Regions from separate parts of the Sus scrofa genome. Here region 1 is linked to region 2. The links are chromatin contacts, called in public Hi-C maps. All regions are on one chromosome and are shown on one strand. Each heading gives the region's core, a stretch centred on a gene start, on an enhancer-like site or on the middle of the called end of the contact. The rest is flanking DNA. Distances are from core to core; before and after follow the strand shown. Region 1 overlaps LOC106504343 (a long non-coding RNA gene). Region 2 overlaps CDKAL1 (threonylcarbamoyladenosine tRNA methylthiotransferase).

Region 1 (7,277 bases), core at 70-2,569, 2.1 Mb after region 2:
AGAATGTAAGATTTGACCAAAATAAATCATAATTGCATTGTCTCAGTTTGGACTTTTCTAAATCTAGAAATGTTTAGTATTCATGAAAAGTCATAATTGCCACGAAATTCTTTGTTTTCACAAGAATAATACATGAACACTTCAAATCAAAATTGAAGGAAATAGGAGTTCCCCTTGTGTCTCAGAGGTAACAAGCCCAACTAGTATCTGTGAGGATACAGGCTCCATCCTTGGCCCCGCTCAGTAGGATAAAGGCTCCAGCATTGCTGTGAGCTGTGGTGTAGGTCACAGACATGGCTCAGATCCCACATTGCTGTGGCTGTGGCGTAGGCCAGCAGCTGCAGCTCTGATTCAACCCTTAGTCTGGGAACTTCCATTCGCTCTGTGTGCAGCCCTTGAAAAAAAAAAAAAAAAGAAAGAAAGAAAAACAAAATTGAAGGAAACAGAAAAGACTAGAATGAAGAAAGATTATTAAAGGGTAGAATGAGAGAACTGTTGTGCTTTTGTTTTGTTTTATATCTATGTCTAAGCAGAAAATATAGCCCCTTTGAGTACATGTGATGGCACCAAGAACCTTGCCTTTTTCCAGCAGCCTTCAAGGGGTGACAGGGAGAAGGAGGGATCTGCTTGACATGGAAGATTGCTTTATTACTGACATTGTTTAAAATTGCCAGTATAGGATGATGATAAACAGACCTATTTTTCGTAAGCTTTCCTATGTTTTTTTAATTCTCTACAGACGATGTTACCCCCATATCGCCTGCACAGGGATAGCCCACTCCCCCTAATCTCCCCACCATGTGCCACTGCCTATGTAGTGCTAGAAGAAGTCAGGACCTCAATATAATGTTCCAAGATTACGTGAACAAGCAGGTCTGCATCTTCTGTATTATACAGGAGGACCCAAGGGAAACACATACAACAAAAGGGCCCAGTATAGGTAACAACTTAAAGGAATGGAATTCTCTAACATTATATATACACACACACACATATATATACACACACATACATATATATAATATACACACACATATCAATATAGATATATACACACACATATATATACACACATGCTATATATATATATATATATATATGTTTTGAAAGGCCTTTAGAAATCATTTTCCATTGGAAATTTTAAAGTAAATGTCCTAGTATTCTGGCATTTTCATATACGTCTCACTATTATTGAGTCTGCTTTATGTCAGAATCTAGAATATATGGAAACATCATTGGCAAAGGGTAGCGGGCAAAGTTAATTGCTTATTTCTCTTAGCAGAATGATTCATAGAATTTAGAGAGAGAGAATGTGAACATAGCAACACCCCCAGCCCCACGTACTGTTTCTGACCAAAATTAATGAGTTGTGATCAAGTTGGATAAATGAGTAGCTAGCTAATTTAAAAAAAAAAAAAAAGTTTTCACTGTTCCTTCCAAGTTGGAAAATGCATGTACTTAAAGTTCACTGACTCTATCCAAGAAACTGTCAGCCAGGATTATCGGCATGGCCTCTCAAGACTTGACCCATTGCCCGGGAGTCCCATGCATGACCTTGATCTCCGTGGTAAAACAACATCTATAAATAATGCATTAAGCATTTTCACATGCAGGCTGAGTAACATTCTTCATATATGCTCATGAAATCACACTGTTCCTCATGATGGTGCTTCACTTTTCTGTGCAATAACCTTTAAAAGGTTATTACTTGCTTGCTTTAAAATGAGAGCATGTTACCTATGAATTCCAATATAAAGCCTAGGGCTGTGAACTGTGAGAGGGAAAGAATAACACTTCCGTAACATCAAGTTAAATGTTTGACAATTGTGTTTTGATAAAAACATTTTAACTTTTTACTATTTTATGTGCAAAATGAATTAGTGGAATCAGAGCAGAGCCACTTCTCATGTAATTATTCTCAGACAGTTGGTTCCCCCTTAGTAAAATATTCTGGGGCTCTGGATTAGCTGACCAGAAACTGAATTTGTCTGTCTCCAAATCCTCAGCAGATCCCCAGATTTACACAAACACAATGAAAGGGGGTCCTCATTGTTCATGAGCTTTTGCTTTGGTTTTGTTTTCCTTCCAATCATTCTACTCACTGTTAATGGGCAATACACATAGGGCTCTGAGCTTGCATTTGATGGTTTCTGTCTAGAAAATCCAGGTTAATGTTGCATAAAAGCACAGCCAATCTGCTGGAAGAAGCATAGGATTTGAGAAAACATAAGCAACTGGCCTGGCTGAATTCTTTTTTCTCAGAAATACACTTTTACTTTCTCACAGAAACTTAGATATTTGGCCCAACACATTTCCTTTTTGTAATTAAGCTAGATCTGAAAAACAGTAACAAAGAAGCAAACCAGAGGATCCCCGCCCCCACCCCTCAAACCCTCCCCCAATGTCTGAGTTTTCAATATCGTTTAACATATTTTTTTTCCTTACCAGCTCTAATTGTATATCAGCTTTTCTGAATGAACCTTGTACAAAATGAATGTATTTTATTTGCATGTTTTATTTCATATTATTTTGGACAAGAAAAGGTTGTGTGTGGGGGCAGGGGAGATGGAAAATGGACTCCCAAACTGGGGTGTGACTGCCATCTAGTGTGATGCACTGTAACCCAGAAGGGAAGAAAAAGAGTATCTGTGTGATAATCCCGTTTAAAACTGCAGAGGTTAGAGGGAGGGAGGAGACCACTGCTCAGAAGAAATATCCCCCACACCAGTGCATTCACCATGTAATGAATTCCTTTGCTACAAAAGCATTAGTATGTGCTTGAACAATACAAAGTAGTCTATTTCTTCTAGCAAAATGGAAAAACTCTGGCCAATTTTAAAACCAAGTTCTTTATGAGAAGGCACGTCCTAACTGTTGTTAAGCAGCGGGGGTGTTTATTAAAGGGAAAAATGTCCACATCCTTTGAAAACAGTCCAGATACTCACATGTCCACAGCTTTCTGTAAGGATGGCACATTTGCACACAGCTAGGCAGACAGTTTTGATGGCACTTTAGTTTCCTTTCAAGCCCTCTGATTATATGAAATGAAAATAATGTTTGTCACTCATGCCCATAAGCAATTCACAATGCATTTGTTGCTGACAGATATATGACACTGGTGAAGACTCACTGCACAGGATCCTAAAAGTTAAACCTAACCACAAAACATAGACATGATACATAAAACCCTGGCTAAATATTTTTATTCAATTTTGCTTCACATGCACAAGAATATACATTTAAAAAAAAAAAGAGAGAGAACAAACACTGTCCTCTTAACCTTTTATAATTCTCACCCCTTTTCAAAATTGTGTCTAGTTCTGATACAGATTCAACCAGGTTTTAGCTGGTGCCTTTATAGCTGATAACCAGTATCATTTCTTCTACTCATTAGAAAACATTCTTCAATTCTTTATTTCACTGACTATAACTCCCCCCAACCCCTAATAACACACATATGCATCCTCTCCCACCCCACCTTACAGTGGTTAGTGATCTTATAAGCTAAGGACTTTGGTGCCCTGGTTATATAAGAAACTTAACACAATTCTAAAAGCTCAAACGACAGAAACCTGCAGGGATTGAAGAGCTAATTTGCAGAATCATAAGTGCAAAATCTAAGCTCAGAGGAATTTTAAGTCATTACCTATGTCAATGTAACCTAGAACTGCAGGGTGTTTTTATGGGTTTAAAAAGTGACCTATAGCTCCAAGTATCTTGAATTAAAACAAAAACCAAAAAACATTGCTCTCCCACACTGGAACCAGAAGTGCTGAAGAAGGAAGTCATGTTGCCAGCCATGCCCTTGGTGGAGATCAGATATCTGGAGGACATGCTGACGTCATAGCCCAGACAGGCAGAATCTCCAACTTCTCAGGTCATCTTTTAGATAGAAAAGTCTAGATGGAATGGTCCATATAACCATTCTCGAGTTTTTATGTGTGTGTTTGAGAGGGAAATTCAGTAAATTTTTCTGTTAGTGTTCTCTGTCTGTGAAACAGGACAGAAATAGAGGGAAGGGGAGCTGACTAGTGAAAGGGGACACAGAGATACCAGGAATTGAGATGAATCCATATTTGATAACATGCATAAAGACCAGAGAGCAGATTTAACTGGTTCTAAATATTATTTATAGAAATGGTAGCAACATGGATGGACCTAGAGAATCTCATACTGAGTGAAATGAGCCAGAAAGACAAAGGCAAATACCATATGATATCACTTATAACTGGAATCTAATATCCAGCACAAATGAATATCTCCTCAGAAAAGAAAATCATGGACTTGGAGAAGAGACTTGTGGTTGCCTGATGGGAGGGCGAGGGAGTGGGAGGGATCGGGAGCTTGGGTTTATCAGACACAACTTAGAATAGATTTACAAGGAGATCCTGCTGAATAGCATTGAGAACTATGTCTAGATACTCAAGTTGCAACAGAAGAAAGGGTGGGGGAAAAAACTGTAATTGCAATGTATACATGTAAGGATAACTTGACCCCCTTGCTGTACAGTGGGAAAATAAAAAAAAAAATGGTATAAAGATTAAGCTATTTTTCATCTGAAAAGAAGCGAGAGGAATAAATAGAATTGTATGGTTTGGGTCCATATAACCTAATGATCTGCCCTTGTCTAAAGGTAAATCTGTTAATTCACTGTTAAACATAGATCAGAAATAAACAACACTGCAATCCTACTTATCACAAGGTTAAAGTCTACTTATTTCATCAGAGCCCCTCAAATTGAAAACTGCGTTTCACTGAAAAAAAATCTACCCTTTTCTTCTAGTGCCCAAACCCAGACTCCCCATTTCCTTACCTTATTTTTCCTGACACTCTGTATTTGTCTGTTTGCATCAGACATGAATAATGCTACAACCTAGAGAATACGCAGCCCTCTGGTAAGGCAATCACCCAGCTTTTCTGGGATTAATCACAGACTGAAACCCTAAGTAACATGCTGATATATTAACTCTGTTAAAATCTAATTCAGTGGCAATAACTTTTAGAAAACCAACAAAGGGCTTATGAAGAACAAAGTGAGAAAAGACTTAAGGTAAATCAATGGCTCTGACTGAAAGTAAATCAGAATTAAAGACAAGAGTATGAATTAAAAGAAATCAGGCTGGAGTCCCAACCCTTGCTACAAACTCATATATTCTCATGAGGCTTAACTTTGAATCTATATGTACGTACTTAAGCAAGTAATACAGATGATCTCTTAGCTGATGATAGGCTTTCAAATGTTACGATGCCCAATTCAATATTTAGAAGCTGCAGTAACACCAAAAAGATTCCATTTCTGCTCTCAAAGTCCTACATAAGAGTTTCATTGTGGAGATTCACTAATCCATTCCTTTGAACCCTTCTATGTGGAGGGCACTCTTTTTGATGGGGACACAAAGGAATGAAGAAAATAGACTATCTCCCAGCTCTCATAACAGTTGCAAAGCAAAAGAATACATCGATAGCACTGGGAAAAAATGAGGCAGCAGAGACTAAGACATTCATTTGAGAAGGTACAAAGGCAAGATGATGTGAAAACAGGGGGAGAAGACAGCCGTCCATTAGGCAGGAGAGAGGTCTGGAAGAGATTCTTTTCTCACAGCTCTCAAAAGGAAGCCACATTGTTGCTATCCTGATCTTGAACTTCTAAGCCTCCAGAACCAAGACAATAAATTTATGTTGTTTAAGCCTCTCATTTTGTAGAACTCTGTTACAGCAGCCTTAGATTGGATCTGGTATTTGATGAATAAAATACAGACCAAGGATACACGGTAACCTGGGGAAAGACACTGCAGGAGGCTGGGACAGCATGAGCCAGGGCACTAGACAAGGAGACACTCCTGGGGGCTGACTCAACATGGCGGCCAGAAATGCCACCCATGCCATCCCTACATCCCCCAAGTTGCCATTCCTGTGGCCTCAATCCTGACTTTACATGAGGTAGAAAACCTTCAATCCCAAATTGTTTTCTACTGGAAATTCTCTCCCCCACCCCCCAGCCTCCAACCCCACATCACACACACATATACAAATTTGACATTTAAGAGTTTGGGACAAAAACAAAAATGCAAAAAAAAATAGGTGAGATAAGAAAATATTTCTGGAAAGGTTTTTCTCCCCATTATGTATGGCATTTGGCTAGATCTAGTTAATGCCAAGCTTCTAGATAAAAAAAAAAAAATGAGAAATTCTGTAAAATAGACAGTATTTGATTTCATTTAGCTACTGCCTCTGTTTTGGCATTTCATCAAGAAACAAAAATTAACATAAACCTTAAATGCAGCAAAACTGAAAAACTCGGAGAAGAATATTGTACTTTTGTGGTCCCACAAATTTCCTATGTGCACGTGCATGTGTGTGTGTGTGTGTATGTAAACGTGTACTCATTTTCCCTGGTCCAATCAGTTCAGTCTGTGATACTACCAACTGCAAGTTTGTAGATCCGCTGCCCAGTGCAGTGAAAGAGCACTTGTGCAAGACTCACACATGTTCAAGTTCTTACAGTACCATTCACTAACATTGTGACTCTGGGCCAGTTCTCCCTTTGGGGCCTAGTTACTTTGTTTGTACAAGTGTGAATTTGAAATACCCATCCTGCTTATCTTAAAAGTTCATTGTGAAATCCAGCTGGTATTTTGTAATTGAAAGTGTTTGGTAATAGCAATAATGTGATATTGGTAGTAAGTCACTGGGTCGCCAGCCTTTAGAAACATATTAAAAAATGCTGCCAGTTTCAATTTTCAAAAAGCAGTGCATTTCAATATCCTTCTTGTTGATAGTATCAGAACCACTGTTTGTGCTGAGCTCTTCATTCTTCAAGAAATGTCATGATGTAAAATAAAAAAGCATTATCTTGATACATATAGTGTGCCATCCTATTCAGGAGTAGATCAGTAGCTTTGAGTAAGCATCATAAAACTCCGTATTTAGCAAAAGGAAAAAAAAAAAAAAAAGCTCTAAAATACCACGGCTGCTGAAGCCCATCTTTAGGATTCCATGCTCATTATTCCTTTGGAGTCCTACTGTGTTTGCTTAAAGGGTATGTCTGTTTACGAATGAATCAACATCTGTTTATGAATGAATCATTACACAGAAGATAATTTTGTCTCTTCCTTGATAACACCTTTAAATAGGACCGGTACACAGAGAAGAGCTGAGTCCAGAGTGAGGTTACTAGCCTCGTCAGGCTGTTAAGATCAGAGGTGTGAGTTTAATAAGTGCACTATATGATTTTATTTTAGAAGGAAGTCTAAAAATCACATGGGCCAACCTCTAGC
Region 2 (7,673 bases), core at 1,622-4,121:
GGCCTCCTCATTGAGCTGTTCATTCCTTTTCTCTTTCTTTCTTAGTTTTAAGAGAAACTATTTCTACAGGTGCCCATTTGTTACAAATACTCCAAATGTATTTTTTTCCTAATTAAGATCCCACCTTGTATTCTTTCTACTGCTATGTCAGGTGCTGTGTACAGAATTAAGAGTTTCTAAAGGGGTTTTATTTTTCATTAAAAATAGACTGGAGGCTTGATGGCATAACTATTAATGGTTTAGGCTCTGATTAGATATATGAAACTTAAATAATACCTTTTCCAGACGCCTTAGAAGTCACTCGGCTGTAACAGTAACCTGTGGTTCAGGTGCTGTACGTGACTAACTGCTGTCTTGTGCGCTGTGCCTTATGGTGATGTTTAAAAGTTTTTTCCTTAATGAATTGGATGTGCATAGGAACTGTCATCCATATAGCAATATTCAAAATGTAACCTATTTAAGCCTTTCCTTCAAAATGTCTCATATGCTGGTAGGCCACTAGGAGATGCTAAATAACAATGTGGCCCTTTAATTTACTTACCTCAACTAGCACTGAGGAAAGAATCTTAAAAGTTGCTTCTAGCTTTTTTTTTTTTTTTTTTTTTAACCACTTAACCTTTTTAAAAAAGCATTTTATTTATTCACGGGCCCTTTTCTCTTTCCTTCTTTATTTTCCACCCCACAAATATTTTATCTCCAAAGTAAAAATGCTTTATTAACACCAATATCCTAAATGATATTGTTTAGAAGTTTTAGAAGCTATGGTGCAAACCTCATTAGAAACAAATAATTCTTTCTCTTTTTCTTTCATTCTTTACTCCCCAAAAAGAAAAAGTGAAAAGACATGAAGGGACAAGATATGTAGGTTTTGCCAGTTTAGTTAAAATGATCATGAACATGTGGAATGAGTAGGCAGCTTAGAAATCAGAGTCTGGGAGTTCCTGTCATGGCTCAGCAGTTAACAAACCTGACCAGCATCCCTAAGGATGCAGGTTCGATTCCCTGGCCTCGCTCAGTGGGTTAAGGATCCAGCATTGCCATGAGCTTTGGTGTAGGTTGCAGACACGGTTCGGATCCCGAGTTGCTGTGGCTGTGGTGTAGGCCAGCGGCTACAGCTCCTATTTCATCCCTTGCCTGGGAACTTCTATATGCTGTTGGTGCAGCCCTGAAAAAAAAAAAAAAAAAAAAAGGTCAGACTAAAAAATGTTAAGTTGGGTGTATTGGGGATAGCCCTACATCTTCAACTAATTTTGGCTGTTTTGACAGAAAGGGACTCTAGCAAATTCATGGGTATTATGATGTTAAAAAAAAAAAAAAAAAGCCAAAGAAAAAAGATGCTAAACTTAAGTATGTTGTGAACCTAGCCACTTTGGTAGAGATATTCACTTGCAGTGCTGTCATAATTTTATTCTTAGCAAGAACTTTTGTACAGGAATAGTCAGATCAAAATATGGGAGCATACCCATAGGGTCAGATAAACTAGATTTAAGTCCTGACTGTCTTTGTAATATTGACCAAATTACTTAACCTCTTTGACCTTGGTTTTCTTATCAGTAAAATGAAGATAAGTCCTTTTCTTTAAGGTTGTGAGACTTAAGATAATGTGCACTAAGATAGACTTAAGACAGTTCTTGGTATTCACTCATTAAATGACTGCTGATGCTTTTTCTAATAATAATAAAAGCAGCACAACAGAACAGTCATCCAATGATACCTAACAAAATAACAAAAGAAGTACAACCACAGCAGAAGAGTCATGAAGTGATACCTAAAAAATAAAAACAGTTGATACAGTCTATGTAGAAGCCAATGCACGTGACCAGTGCAATCTAAGATACACAGAAAATCAGTACAGAAGAAGAAAAATACATTGAAAATATTTTTGTTTTTACTTCTATAAATTTTTAGAAAATGTCCCTCTGTGTTGAAAGTGTAGTTGGCAGACGTTGTCCAAAAGGTTGAGAAAACAGGGTGAATATGCAACAGCTACATGTTAATTAAAGTCTACTAATGTCTCCAAGAACGATTCTGTCAATTGGGGTCTTTTTTTTTTGGACCAGAGTTCTCATCACCCTTTCAAGACCTTTCTTCCTTTCTTCACTCTGCACTCTGTTTCAACCCCCAGTAGCACTAGTCTCTAAACCTTTCTTTCCTCTTCATTGTAAACCTTTGCTTTCCTGGAACACTTAAGAGTCCTTGTCACTGGTAGTTAATTTTGTATGTTGTCAATCCTGTTGAAGTGTTGTTGGTTGATATTGCCTGGAAACTTCTTTCCTAAATAAAATTTGCATTTGGCTGGGTCTTTCCTTACTTAAACAAGGAGAAATAACAGAGAATAGGTTAGGAACTCTGCAGAACCTATATGCAAGATATTTTTGTTCAGAAGGAAATTTCAGCACCTGCTGCCCCTGAGCAGAAGCTGTATGCTTTTTTATAATGGACCCACCCATTTTAGAAAAGCTGCTAGTACATGGAGTAGTACAGACTCCCAGTACTGCCTCCCCCTTTTCAGCCCCCCAGATACAGAATTTAGTTGCATTTAAAGCAGAATTAGCTCTCTCATCTTTGGGTGGTATAAAACATTATCTTATCCCATTATTTGTTTCAAAATAAATACATAAAATATTGTCGTGAGTAGTTCCACAGGTTTGTGTCTAGCCGGGGAATGCATTCTGAGCAGTATTCAGAGGGGGTCAATTATCTGCCAGACTCTCATGGCCTGGCTGCTGCCCAGAGTCCTGGGAGATATAATCAGTTTCAGTTAATCCCAAACAATGGATTGTGGCGGGAACTCGGGTAAGTGGCGGGTGGACTGCACCCCGTCTGTTGATTTAAGTTGTCAAGAGAGCTTGACTCATGCTTAGACCTGACACCAGTTTGGGTCAGCTGACTGCTCTGAAAACCATTACCAGTAAACGAGGCTTCTTTTGTGTGTGAGGAGGGAGAGGATGACCTTTGTGGTCGTTTTACCCCTCCTTCTGCTCACTGCAGCCTCCACAGCCCAGCTGTGAGGCTCTTTCCATGACTTGTGATCTGCTCATACCACTCATGCCCATCCCTGGTTATCCAGCCTCATGGCTGAGGGAGATGCCAGTATATTGTGTGCATCACACTCTTGTTGGTGATGTTTAATAAAAATGCACTAGTATTCACTTTATCATATGCCACATCTCTACTGCATTTCATGATTTTCATAGGGAGTCTTATCTGTCCGATATATATTTTAGGCCGGGGCAGGGCAGGAATTACATTGCATCAGCGTTAATCATTCTTGTTACCTTTTGATTAGATCACTCGGGATAAATACTGGTTGAGAGAATGATGTCAGGTTGAAAGCATGAGGATAAATACGGTCAGAACATTAGCACTTTGTTTAATGTGATTTTTTTAAAAAGTTTGAAGATAAATGAGTCTTATTTTGTCATTCTATTTTTTTCTACCATGAGCCTTTGAAAGTAAATCATAGCAATTTGAACTTGAGAAACACACACAAATGGAAACTTCTTCTTCCTTTGATACCAGTTTAAACTTATTTACTCTGAGTTGATTTAAAGCCCGTATATAGGGGGTCCTTTTGTGGCTCAGTGAGTTAAGGACCTGACATTGTCTCTGTGAGGATGCCAGTTCCATCCCTGGCCTCACTCAGTGGGTTAAGGATCCAGTGTTGCCTTGAGCTACGGCATAGGTCGCAGATACAGCTCCAATTAGATGCCTCCCTGGGAACGCAGGTGTGGCCATTTAAAAAAAAAAACAAACAAAAAGCCCATATATAGGTATGTTTGTTGCAGTAGGTCTGACTAAAGGGCACCATCATATAATGGCGAGGTGCTGTGAGGAACTGAACCCCAGAGGGTGACCCAGGGTGGCCATAAGCTCACACCCTCCTGTTAGCACCAGTTAGTCTCAGGAAACCTTGAGGGCCACACTTTGATATGGATCATCTTTCCCGTTCTTTCTGTAAATTAGTTTTGGAAAGCCAGAAAGCTTCAGCTCTTCAAGTACATAAGATGTATGATTTTCTCTTTCCATACCTTTATCAAGCTTTGTACCCTGTCTCTTTCCTGTTACACTTTTGAAGGTATCTGCATCATTTAAATGATTAGCTTCTCAATCATAAATGATTCCATTTTCTAATGACTAGAATTTTGTCTTCTGGAGAATGTCTGTGACAGATTTCCGTGGTTTTTATTCTACTTTCTAATTTCGTTTTCATTTACTTAAGAACAAAGTGCAAACTTTCATGAGAATAGATGCAGTAGACAGAGTGCCGTAATTTATTTTTATTTACCATAGATCATAGCCATTTCACTTTTTCTGGCAAAATGGGAACAAATCCATCATGGCTCTTTCATCCTTTTCTACTGTGTCATGCACTTCAGTGGGGTGTGTTAGTTACTCACGTGGTGTCACATGGAAAAGAAGAGGTACGATTGCTTTCCTTTGGTTTATGCAATGACCTCAAGTGAGGGGAAACTGTCCTCCGTTGAAGAATGTATCATGAATTTTCGTGTGGCATTTCCTTTTATATTAATTTATAGATGAATATGTGATAGAGATGATAAAATATGAAGACATGACTCTTCTATTTTAGCCAACAAAATAAGATATACATATTGCATGTATATCTGCTAGGTTCTACTTTACTGTAACAAGGTGAAGATTAACTTCAGAGATGACTTGATAAAAAGTATCAATGTTAGTAGTTTTTTTTTTTCTGGGACGACATATGGAAAAGTTTTATAGGTGACATGAGTCTGTAATTTTAACGTGTGTTAACAGAATTTATTTATTTAAATCTGCACTCAGGAATTGTTTACAGAGAAACATGTGAAATGTAAGATTTTTAAAAAAAAAAAATGCAGTTGAAGAAATCAAGAGAAAGGAGAAAACTAATGTAGGAAAGATAAGATGATACCAGTGGTCAGGTTATTATCAAAAATACATGTCCTCTAGTCTCGTGCACTTAATAGACTTAGACTGAATATTTGACCATAAAATTTCTGGAAGCCAAAGCAAAGAGGGAAATATTATCAGTTATATGATTTGCCCAAGATTTGAGTAAATCTTGTAAGATTTAAAAGATGTATGCTGCAAGACATAGCTATTCCTAACATTGAGACTACAGCAAAAATTCCATGTGTGGGAGTTCCCGTCGTGGCTCAGCGGAAACAAATCTGACTAATCTCTGAGAGGATGTGGGTTTGATCCCTGGCCTTGCTCTGTGGGTTAAGGATGTTAAGAATCCGGCATTGCCGTGAGCTGTGGTGTAGGTCGCAGATGCAGCTCGGATCTGGCATTGATGTGGCTATGGTATAGGCCGGCAAATGGAGCTCTGATTCAACCCCTAGCCTGGAAACTTCCATGTGCCGTGGGTACAGCACTTAAAAAGACACACACACACACACACAGACACACACACACACACACACACACACACATTCCATCTGTGACCCTTCTTGTAACATCCATGTGCTCATAACCGGCCACATGGGAGGTCTTTTCCCCCTTTCTCATTGGTGAGACAGTGCCAAATCACAGTTCAGAAAAATCCAAGGACAGTTTTCTCACTCTCACATAATCCGAGAGTACATTTTTTTCCATATAGAGGGATGGATGAACTTCACATCCTTCAATCTGCGCTATTTCTCACATCTGTGTTTTTGATAACTCATGCATAGCAAAAATTCTGATGTTGTATTATCCGAACAATACATAGCATAGAATAAAAATGTATTTTGTTGCTGAATTAAAGACAGATCCTCAGGCTTAAAAGTCTGCTTCTCTGATAGAACTTGAATTCTTATGTGTCATGTGAATGCAGTCATTTTCAAGTTGGTTCTGGTTAATTGTCACTTGTACAGTTTGTTACCCCATCCTTTCTCTTTCCCAGATTGTTAAGATGGCCTAAGATAGTATATTCTTTGTCAATGTAATTAATAGACACACTTTTTCTGATTAAGCATGCCCTTTTCTAGATGCTTTCTATATGTTTTTTGGTTTGATTTTCTTAAAGGCATACTTGTCTGCTGTAGTTTTTTTTTTTTTTTTTTGTCTTGATTTTACTTGTTTAATTTTGTTATGAAATTAAGCAAATTTTAAAGAAATGCAAGGTCTTATTATTCCTCTTCCTCTAGAATTTTCAGGCCACCCCTCTGCCTTTTACCATTTGGAGACAGAGATTTTTGTTTATTTGGAAGGAAGGTAGTGAGCAGTGAAACAGAGATGAACAAAAGGAATTCAAGTAGTTATTTTCTCTGGCCCTGGAAGCTAAAATTTTAAGGGAATTCTTTGAATATTTAAGCACTCTAATCATTCCCTTTGAAGTAAATAAATAGTAATCTGATTGTGTGAACCCCTGCTCCTCTTCCTAGCTGCAGAGGAATTTATCAAGAGATAGAAAGCTTCATCTCAAACTTTTCTGGCATGTTGCTCATTCATCTGCTTGGCTTTTGTCAGTTTATGTTATGGACAGGGAACAATTTTATAGAAATTAAAAAAAAAAAAAAGGACTACAATGAAGGTTAATTTTCATCTATTTTTATTGTTCCCCCAATTTACAAATGAATACCTGCTCCTCCCTCTCTTCTGCCTGACTGAAGCAAATCCTAATGGGTAGGGAGGTGAGAGGCTTGGCAGTGCCAGGTTCAGTATCAGCCCTACTCTCAAAAACAGAATCCATCAGGGAAGAGCCTGAGTAGAGTCAGCCAAAGGCTTTGGTTCTTGAGTCCAAGGTGGAGGTCACTGGGTCTGCTAGGGTGATAAATAAACTCAGAGATGATGAATACAGATGGACTAAACACAGGAACTTTGGGGGAGTCTGGGATCCAAAAAAGAAGCAGGTGGGCCCAGGTACTAGGAAGCTGGTATGATAGTGTCTTCGGGCAGAATGGAGTCGCTGACGAAGGTAAGCCTAGGGCATGAGTCAATGAAATATCTTGTTTAGACTATTGAAAGAACTTTCTAAGAGGCCTTTTCTTTCTGACTCTGACTCACTTCTCCCATTTCCAACAATTATAATAGTTACCATTTAAGGATTGGCTCTGTGCCAGACGGTATCTTAAAGCTGTAGAAATGTTTATCTCATTTGATCTTCCCAGCATTCAGCTGGTTAGGTTTTATCCTCAATTTGTAGACGAAAATATACAGCTTTAAAGAGGCTCAGGATTTCTCAATACAACTGAGGGTGGAAGTGGGGGGTGAGAAGAGGCTCAGAATCATACAGCTGTTTACCAAGCACCAGACCTATTAACCCGGATAGCCCACTGACACGTCACATTCAGCTTCAGAAATCATATCCCCTTCCCCAAGCCAGCCTCACTACCTCAAGGCTTTATTATTTCTCCTCACTATACTTAAGCTTTCAGCATTGCCACAACTTAAAATTTGGAGATACTCAACTTGATGCTATTCTCCTCCTTCTCCCTACATCTAGCAACTAACTGGTTGTCGCTAACTTTTTTTTTTTTTTTTTTTTGTAATGATGATTACTCTCTGAACAAGAGAGAAAAAGGAGGTGAGATGAAAAGATGAGTAGAGAGTGTTGAAAGAGTGATAGAGAGCAGGTGTGGAGAAGCACTGCTTCCTGGGATATTTCCTATAAAGCTTCTTATTAGGGCTTCCCTGTAGGATAATAGGTTATGATATGTGGGTTAAGTGCTCTAACACCAAGGTTG

Evidence for each region. A called contact is a pair of places that touch in the nucleus more often than the background predicts.
Region 1: a contact with region 2 is called in a Hi-C map of embryonic fibroblasts, with 2.3 times the contacts expected there. The contact joins two enhancer-like sites. A contact is called at or near these places in 2 of 47 Hi-C or Micro-C datasets (embryonic fibroblasts and heart right ventricle).

What each region holds. Positions count from the first base shown.
Region 1 is chr7:18,423,627-18,430,903 of Sscrofa11.1, forward strand. All of the region lies in intron 4 of LOC106504343 (a long non-coding RNA gene), which reads right to left. Among named protein-coding and RNA genes, the nearest start is that of NRSN1, 580 kb to the right of the region's middle. Within about 2 kb of position 1,320, at least 9 of the 83 cell types and tissues checked have an H3K27ac peak or open chromatin away from gene starts, as enhancers often do.
Region 2 is chr7:16,359,315-16,366,987 of Sscrofa11.1, forward strand. The region is part of intron 11 of CDKAL1 (threonylcarbamoyladenosine tRNA methylthiotransferase); the gene reads left to right. Among named protein-coding and RNA genes, the nearest start is that of CDKAL1, 450 kb to the left of the region's middle. Within about 2 kb of position 2,872, at least 14 of the 83 cell types and tissues checked have an H3K27ac peak or open chromatin away from gene starts, as enhancers often do.